Regions from separate parts of the Mus musculus genome. Here regions 1 and 2 are each linked to region 3. The links are chromatin contacts, called in public Hi-C maps. All regions are on one chromosome and are shown on one strand. The core of a region is the stretch at or near the end of the contact, and the rest is flanking DNA. Distances in the headings are between cores, read along the strand shown.

What was found. Hi-C and Micro-C count contacts between places; a contact is called where the count stands out from the background.
Region 1: a contact with region 3 is called in a Hi-C map of cerebellar granule neurons, with 2.2 times the contacts expected there. The contact joins two enhancer-like sites. A contact is called at or near these places in 8 of 484 Hi-C or Micro-C datasets (bone marrow-derived macrophages, brain, cerebellar granule neurons and 3 more).
Region 2: a contact with region 3 is called in a Hi-C map of cerebellar granule neurons, with 2.3 times the contacts expected there. The contact joins two enhancer-like sites. A contact is called at or near these places in 3 of 484 Hi-C or Micro-C datasets (cerebellar granule neurons, cerebellum and cortical neurons), 3 of 115 datasets of contacts at active chromatin or transcription factors (bone marrow-derived macrophages and embryonic stem cells) and 1 of 9 other capture datasets (embryonic stem cells).

What each region holds. Positions count from the first base shown.
Region 1 is chr13:35,500,258-35,503,301 of GRCm38.p6, reverse strand. No RefSeq gene overlaps it. Among named protein-coding and RNA genes, the nearest start is that of Cdyl, 160 kb to the left of the region's middle. Within about 2 kb of position 1,336, at least 84 of the 459 cell types and tissues checked have an H3K27ac peak or open chromatin away from gene starts, as enhancers often do. A contact at or near this core is called in cerebellar granule neurons and cerebellum, where this site is marked.
Region 2 is chr13:35,750,685-35,753,619 of GRCm38.p6, reverse strand. The region is part of intron 3 of Cdyl (chromodomain protein, Y chromosome-like); the gene reads right to left. Among named protein-coding and RNA genes, the nearest start is that of Cdyl, 92 kb to the right of the region's middle. Within about 2 kb of position 1,384, at least 5 of the 459 cell types and tissues checked have an H3K27ac peak or open chromatin away from gene starts, as enhancers often do. A contact at or near this core is called in cerebellar granule neurons and cerebellum, where this site is marked.
Region 3 is chr13:35,240,307-35,243,470 of GRCm38.p6, reverse strand. No RefSeq gene overlaps it. Among named protein-coding and RNA genes, the nearest start is that of 1700019C18Rik, 30 kb to the right of the region's middle. Within about 2 kb of position 1,855, at least 6 of the 459 cell types and tissues checked have an H3K27ac peak or open chromatin away from gene starts, as enhancers often do. A contact at or near this core is called in cerebellar granule neurons and cerebellum, where this site is marked.

The DNA of each region.
Region 1 (3,044 bases), core at 87-2,586, 260 kb before region 3:
GAAATGTAATTTGCTCTTGTCAATAACATGGATTTCCCACCTCAAAAGAGCCAACATTTTCTCGTTATTTATCAAATCTTTTACACTCTGATGACTAATGAAAAACTCTCTGGCAATTTGTTACTGTGTTGGCATTGTTTACCATCAGAAATGACACTAGAACACAGGGGCACTCCGTTACAATTGCATTCAAAGTTTACTCTCTCCCCAGGGAGCATATACCCCCACATATCCATAGGGGCTGATAACCATTATGAATACAGCCTTTATGAATAATCTACGAGGCACTCAGCACCTCAAAACACCACATTGCAATTCATCAGCTCATTTTGGCATCATGAGAGTGTTTGTGATGTCACCTCAGTTGAAAAGAACGAGACTTAAAGCAGGGAAACATCTTTACTAAGGCCATATAGCAAGTCAATTGCAGTGTAAGTATAGGTCACCATAGCCTTCAGCCAGAGCTCCTTCCTCTGAACTGTGTTTGTGAAGAACATGTTAGAATCAGGGAAAACATGTGAGACACCACACACACACACACACACACACACACACACACACACCACATACATGTTGTTGTTTTTTTTTTTTTTCCTGCTGGGCTGTGTTTCTCCTGTCTGCAGCCCAGGCAATCTTGAAATGTGCAATAGGTACTTCCTTGGAAATCAATAGGGTCATTTTATCCGGCCACATCATATAAAATTGGCATTTACAAATTAAGATATTCAATTATCAACAACTCGATATATTTCTAACTAATTGCTCTCCCTGGCTTCATGCTGGGCGTCGTTCCCACATAGCTGCAAACTGGCCTTTTCTTTGGTTTAATTTGGCTGGTTTCTCCACTTTCAATTTTGCTGCCCCTTGGTCTGAATCTGCCAGTGACCTCAGATCATTGTTTTACCAACCTCCATAACTAATTGAGCCAATTGCAGAGGCAGCTGGCCAAACTTCGCAATTAACCCCAAATCCAGTCACTCAGGGTGATACAAATATGACTCACAGATGGGTAGTTTACAAGAATTCTCAACAGGTCTAGCCTGTTCCTGATTCGGCAGGAAAGGAATTCTCTTAGTATTCTGCTGTTTGTCTGACCTGAATAGTGTGTGCTGGGTCGTGGGACACTTCTGAAATTGTTACAGGGGGGTCTTAGGAACTTAGGAGGGTGTCTTGGCTGAATGCTAGGTGGGCTAGCCAAGTGGCCAAAGACATATTTATTAGCGTCATTCATTTTTACCATCCGGCGGAAGCTCGTGTCTTGTTCCACTCGCCTGACTCCCACCATCTGGAGTGAAGTCAGGATATGCTCACCAGAAAGCAGGGATGGACAAGCTCCAAGTGGGGGCTGCCTGGCAGAAGGGCTGGAGGCTGCCTGGCAGAAGGGCCTCGGCCACCACTGCAAGATGTCAGAGCTGCCTGCTTCCTGCATACGGTTTGAGAAATGAGAACAGTGCTCTCTTTCTGTGTTTTCGGGTTACATGATATTTTTGTGAACCACTTGATGTAGGGCTTGAGAATAAATCAAGCTGGGAGCCCTCTGGTACTGCTGACTTGGAGAATGCCCTGAAGGTGTGTCTCAATGATCTTTCTCTGACACTGAGCGCTTTGTTTTCATTTTGCACTCTAAGCAGAGAGAAACCACAGAAGGCCAGGGCAAGAAACCTAGCATCTCTTAGAAAGATAGCAGAACCCCGGACTAATGCTGCAAAGAACATTATAGGAGTAGCTGGCCAGGGTTCTGGTGAGAATTTTGGAAAGCATGTGGGAGGGATGTAAAATATTCCTGAAATCAGTGAGACGACAGCAGCAGGATGTGAGCCCTGTGGAAAAAAAGAGAAAATCCAACCCTGAGTTGTGGTCTTTGTTGATTTCCATGGAGTAAAAATAATCCCATTGTGGCCAATTTTGAAGTGGCTTAATTTAACAACTGGCTTGCAAAATTTCTGGGTGTTTGATAATCTCTGCAGAGCTTGTGTGAGCTGATTCCTAAGTGTACTCTCTTAGGGGCTCCAACATTAAAACGGGGCAAATGTGCTACACACTTTAAAATATAAGGATCTGGGCCAGAAGCAAGTATCCCAGGGAGACCCAGGCCCCATCCTCTCCTCTCTCAACCCATCACTGCCTGGCTCCCTCAGGCCCAAGATCAAAGTCCAGATACCCTGACTAGAAACACTGTGCTCCCAGTCAGTGCTCGGCAAACTCCCAGAGCCTGTGTCTTTTCTGGAAACGGTCTCCAGCCTCACCACTGCAAACATCACAGTGCCTGCCATGAAAGCCGGTTCCCGCTACAGCCTAGCAGGCAGAGCCACTAGAGGACCAGACTGCTGCTCTCCTGGAGGGAGGGAAAATGCTGAGGGTGGGTGTTGATCCATCACTGTGCACAAGACAGTTTTACATCCCAGAGTGGGCCCAAGCATAGTTTAAAACAGATGTCCACCAGAGTAGAAACTCAATCCACCATTTAGGAAGGTAGAAGACAGCCTGTAATTGGGTAGGTTTATAGGACTATGGGATGGGTTTATTCCATGAGAAATTTCTGTGATTGCAACTGGAAGAATTCAGTGTTCATTAATAAACTATTCTTGCAGGTATGTAAGGCATAGGGGTATATCTGTGTTTTGACAACATGTTTTTGTAAAGTTTTTTTAGTCATTGTTTTTAAATTGTATGTGTGGCACCTGTGGTTCTGTGCACTACATGTGCAAATAAATGCCCACAGAGGCCAGAAGACGGCATCAGATCCCCCTGGAAATAGAGTTACAGAAGCTTATGATCTGCAGTGTGGCTGTTGTGACTCAAACCCAGGTCCTTTGAAATGCAGTGAGTACTCCTAACTGCCAAGCTATCTCTCCAGTCCTCATCCCCCACATTTCAAATCGGGACTTTGAATTCCTTATGTGAGAAATATGAACGGCAGGAATGAACTACTCTTATGTACGGTCTTCTCTGGGCTGTGCTTTCAAGGTGCCCATGACTCTCACATCTTCACACTGTTTTGTGAAACTCTCAGTCCCTTTATCATTTGCCTGCTGGCTCTCATA
Region 2 (2,935 bases), core at 135-2,634, 510 kb before region 3:
TAGGCTTTTCCAAACAAATGATGGGAAAGGATCATCTAGAAAACTGAATTCAGCAGGAACGATTACATTGGAAATCATACACAGATGAAGGCACTCTGCAAGAGACTACGGCTGACTTCAGCTACTTGACACTGTATTGGAAAAAGCATGCCTTCCCACACATCTTGTTCAAAAATGAAAACATAAAATACATTTTAAAGGTTTTCTTTAAATGTTTTATGTGTGCCTACGTGTATGCATGTGTTCTACATGTATGCAGATACTCACAAAGGCCAAAAGATCGCCTGGAAGTGGAGTCACAGGCATTTGTGAGCCACCTGATAGAGGTGCTGGCAATTGAACCTGGTTCCTTGGAAAAGCAGTGCCCTTACCTGCTGAGCCATCTCCAGCCCCATATTTCATTTTAATAACAGCAATGCAAAGTCTTTCTAGGAGAAATCTTCCCTCCTCTCAACTAATTTACACAAACTTCAGGTTCTAGTTTACCTTCAAAATACCTGCCGGGTAAGACTGTTGCCAAACCAGACCCCTAATGCACCACTATGGGATATAAACTGCGATTTCAGACTTCAATCACTAGTAATATCAGTAACAACTGTCTACTACATTCATGTCACCCAGACACCATACTTAGATATCCAAAACCAGATATATATATACATACATACACACACACACACACACACACACACACACACATATATATATCTCCAACCATTCAGAAGAAAATTTATACAACACTCCTAGGACAAAACAAGGTAAAAAGGGGCAGCTACGGTGTGACACAAAATGGACCCAGACTTTGAAGGAAGAAGAAGTTCTTTGTTTCAAGGGCGGTAAAGTAAGGACTCACCTATGCTAGGCAGGCTGGATGAAGATAGAGGCTGAGGCTGGCAAATTCTGGCAAGCCAGCCTCGGCTAAAGAAGAGTTAGATAAGACATGCTCACGCAGCAACTTAGGCAGGAGCAACTATATCTGCAGTTCCATAAACAGTACCCACAACATCCAGTTTACACTTTGTGTTTCGATATCATCAGGTAAATACAGTGTTGGTTCAAACCGTCCACCTAGTCATGGTAACTACAAGTTCTAAATCGGGGGGGGGGGGGGGGGGCGCCTTCCTCTGATGCAGAAGCCACAGAAAATGACAGTTCTGAGAGTTCTGAGGACCCCTGATCTAAATAAATAAGCACATCTTTAATACGGCGTGATTCTTCAGGCTTTATTGGGCTTGCAGAAAGCAAGGAAAACCACAGGCACACCTCCAATTCCAATCTCAGAGCGTGAGTACATCATAAAAATAGACCAACGCCCATGGCAGCTAATACGGATCCAAACTGGCAGGATCTAGAATCAACAAGAAGACACCCTGTGAGCCCATCTGCCAGAGAGTTTCTAGATTCGGCTAGATGAGGAGGGAAGACCCGACATGCTGGTGCACTACTCCTCATGCTGGGTTTCTGGATGAACAAAAAGGTGCCAACTGGGCACCATCCAGTGCCCATTCTTCTGTAGGTCTTGCCTGTGACAAGGTGACAGCTACCTCACTCCCTCCACTACACCATGACAAATCGACTCTCCGCTATGCACCCAAATAAGGCCTCCCATGAGTTACCTCCACCAGGCACCTGTCAGAGCAGAGGGAAAACTCCTGCAACACCAGAGCCTGGAGGAGCAGGGGAGGAAGGAGGACAACTACAGTCAGCCAGAATAGTTAATAGCAGAAAACACTGTAAAATACTAAATGGGTGGATTAAATAATTAGTACACAGCTTCCTTAAACTACTCCACTCATGACCCTTTCATCCAAGAAATTCTTAACTCTGGGTACACAGGTATAGAAAATGGATAGAAAAATCGGTTAACCTTAATTTAGAACTCTTACTTGGTATACATATAATTTTACCATTTATTAAAGATGAGGGCAAATTTCAGCACTATTTTATTACATAAAGAATGATACCTTGGTTGAATATTTGATACTGCAGGACAGAGCATCCTCAGTGTCTGTCAGAGTTAAGTGATCGTTTCGATTGTTTAACTTCACGTACGTACACTGTGCAAGTTGAGAGAAGAAGACTGTCTCGAGCTATTTCAGAAGTTCTGAACTAACCCCAAGCAAAAGTTAACAATCTGAACAATTTTAAAATCAAATATTCTAACATCTACACTCGAAGGACATATTAATTTGATATTTGTACACTACAGAATGATGACAGAAACATATCAAGCCTTTCTTTTCCATAATTAAACCATTATGCTTTTTAAAGAACAGAAAACCTGTATGCATAATACAAATACTGTATGTCACTACAACAATCCATGACATACAGGTCTCAGATCTGAGCCACGGTGTGTCAGGCAGCAATAGTGTGTAACTGTGTGCGGTAACAGCATTTACTGCAGCGTGCAACTGTTACATATTCAGAACAGGCTGCAGCTCCAGTGAGGTCACCCAGAGCAACACAGGTTGCACTGCCAGCAACCCCAGAGTTCACTATGCATTTGCTTCTGATTCTTGTACATTCAGACGCCTTTACCCTTCCCAATGTTTTCACCATACTCCACATTCAGTTAGTTATGTGGCCCACTGAACTGGAATTACCAAAGTAAACTCGGTTCAAAAGAACTATAAGCTAGGGTCAAGGGGATACAAGGTTATCACACAAAAAAGAAAACCATCAGCAACAACGAGGGAAGTTCAAAAATGAAGCACAGTCAAGGAGATGGAAATGAGAGGCCAATCAATAACGAGACACCAAGAAGACTCAACAGTGGAGTCCAAGGGAGCAGAAGCAGAGTGTGTACCAGCACTGAGAAGGCTGAGGGCAAGAGGATGCCCGCCTATCTCTAAAGAGAGATAGGGCTACATAGCAAGACTCTCAACAAAGGAAGCAGAAGAATAGGTATGGGTATAAAGAAGAAACAACATTT
Region 3 (3,164 bases), core at 606-3,105:
TATAACTTTGGGAGGGACCTGTAAATCTCATAAATTTCAGGAGCCTCCTGAGACTTGTAAGTTGAGTATACTTCCCAAGGAGCCTCCCTCCAGGAGGGAGTGTATTATTCTGGAGGAAATGGCTACACAGCACTGACACTAGGCCTTGATCCCTGGGATGAGAGTGGGACATTTGGAGGCAGGATTGAGATTTTTGTGATTCACCTCCCATCTCTTCAGTTAAATGGGTCTGTCTGCCCTGCTGCATGCCTCAAACTTAAACATCTTTTGGCATTGGGGTTCCCCACAATGTGCACAAATGAGCACTGTGGACCCACATAGCAGTCACAGAATCTCTCCTCCCCAAGTTGTACTCACAAGTTCTTGAACTAGTTCTGGTCTGCAGGGTGGAAAGCTAGATAGCAACTTTGTTGGAGCTGGAAGCTTGAATAACCACAGCTGCTTGTTCCCCAACAGTTCTCAGAGATGTCACCCCCATCTTCCATGGGCCACTCACAACCTTCTGAGTTCAACCAGAGCAGGAGTCCATGCCGGCTGCCACCTCAGGTAGGTCTACAGACCAATGTTGTACTAGGGGTGCCTCTGTCATTCAGGATGGTGTTGAGTAAACCAGGTGTTCTTGTTGGTCTTAGAGCAAAATGGTCTTCATTTATCTCGTGTTATAGTTTGAATGAAAATGGCCTTCATAGGTCCACAGGGAGTGGCACTATTAGGATCTGTGGTCTTGTTAGAGTAAGTGTGGCTTTATTGGAGGAAGTGTGTCACTGGGTGAAGGGAGGATGTGGGGACATGGAAGCTTTGAAGTTTCAGAAACTCAAGCCAGTCCCAGTGTGTCATTCTCTCTTTCTAATGCCTGCCAATCTGGCATCTTAGCTCAGAACTTTCAGCTACCTCTCCAGCAGCATATTTGCCTACCTTCCATCATGCTTCTTGTCATGATGAGAATCCACTAAACCTCTTAACTGTAAGGTAGCCCTAATTAAATGTTTTCCTTTATAAGAGTTGCCATGGTCATGGTGTCTCTTCCCAGTAGTAGAATTTTGACTTAGACATTGTGATATGAAGAACTGAAGGGAACAATGGTGGGAGCCATACCCCACCCAAATTACCTAACTCCCAGTTATAACAGTGCTTGGTGTCATAGCTCTGTATTCAAATAACCCTGAATAAGGCATCAAGATGGCAGGATCAAGGTGATACACTGTCAGTTACCTGTGGAATACAGAACCAATATCCTCTCTCGACCTTTATGTACAGAGCTGCATATAGCTTCTTATCCCAAGTTTGATATATCATTTCCCTTATTTTCCACAGCACACCTCTTAAAAAGAGACTATGAAGTAAGTGGAGCCTCCAATATTATTCAGTAAACATCCTGCATAACAGCCCATGGTGGTTCTGAGTATGTTCCTAATGATTCCCTTTCCTGGGTCCTGCTGTCTGTACAGCAGTATGACCAACTGCCTTCCAACTCCTGCACCCAGGCTCAGTGCTCCATTTCTTTCTTTACCTCCTCCAGGGTACTAATTAGCTATGATAAAATTGGTAAGGACAGAGAGAAGCTCCCAGACTCTACTCTCAGCAGCAACTAGTCAGCGGCTAGGCAGGATTTTTTTTCTACTATGTTTAGAAATGACCATGTCTTCAGCAGCTCAGATAATTACAAGTTCTCCAAGGTAAGTTCCTTCTCCAGCTCCCTGCTAGGTGGCCTAGAATAGGACACAGAGTCATCACAAGGTGCCCAGCCCCCGTTCCTCCCTGACATCAGATTGTTTCTTACTCCCTCCTGGAAGGACACCATCTGCTACAACTGTCTCCTCCATCTGTGTCTCCTTTTGTGTAAGGGACTTCCACTGGGAGTCTGGAAATAGCTTCCTCATTTCCATCATCCTCACAGCCCTTGTGGGCTTTGTGTCTCAGTGACAGACCATCCCAGGTTCCTACTGGGTTGTATGCCCACAGTGTGGGTGGCTGCTGCTAGGGCACTGCACCTTTTTCGTTTTGTAGTCACTGCTGAGCTACCTGCAGACAGTGATCTGATCCAAGCTATGGGTGGTAGAATCTGATGGAGGCAATCAAACACAGTTCTTGGAGACCACAGGCTTGAAGGGAGACCTTGCAGCTGCTCAGCCAAGCTATCTGAAGATGCTGATGAACCATGTCTCTATACAGAGCCAATCTGGGTCTACCTCTGGTTATATTAGCTTTTAATACTATTCTTTTGGGCAGTTCAGAGGGCAAATCTTCCTTCAATACTTTGTTCTTCCAAATTTTACTCAGAAAGCAACAGCTGGGATCCTCATTAGAGTCTTGATTTCATGTTTTCTGCGATGAAGCCACAACCCAGCCTCAGTCACTGTGGTGTTGCTCAGCTCCCCGCATGGTTCTCTAGCTACCTGGTGGAGTGATTTCAACATCACTTAACATTGCTCTCTCATATTTGAGGTAACAGGATGAGCTCCACAGAGCGGAGGGAACTAGTTCAACCCAAGCTTAGCATCATTCTCTGGATGGCAGAATTGGTCAATACTAACCCCGCTTCATCCTCAGCTAGACAGAAAAGTGCACAGAAGAAAGTTCACTGGAAGATCGAAGAGGGCTACATGAGAACAAAGGTATGCCACACAGGCAAACATGCACACATAGCTGTTCTCCCAAGTCTGGGTCAGCTTTGATACAAAAGGGAATTTGGAGTCATCAAACCCGAGTTTGCAGCACTGAAGGAGGGGTGCTACCAAGTGCATGGTAATCTAAAGCATGGTATGGTGACACATGTGATGATCACCAGGACTCGGCCTGCAGAGACAAAAGAGTTACCAATTTTGAGGTCAACCAGAGCTACAAGATACTGGGGTATAGATCAGTAGTAGAGTCTTTCTCTAGAATACAAGACCCAGGTCCCACCTCTATTATGAGGGAAAAAAAGCAAAATAAAATTGGAGTGTGTATATGCCTCACATATTCTCTAGCCTCAGTTTCCTTGTGTGTAATGGTATTTTCTCTATAAAGATCAAGTGAGATGGCACATATGAATTCCATCAAAAAATATCAAAAATGGTGCCAGGGTCCAGTACTCTGAAGGGAAGCAAGCTACCCTGTCTACAGCCATACCATTATGAACACACTGGATCTCATCAGAATGAAAGGAACCATCTTGGAATGCT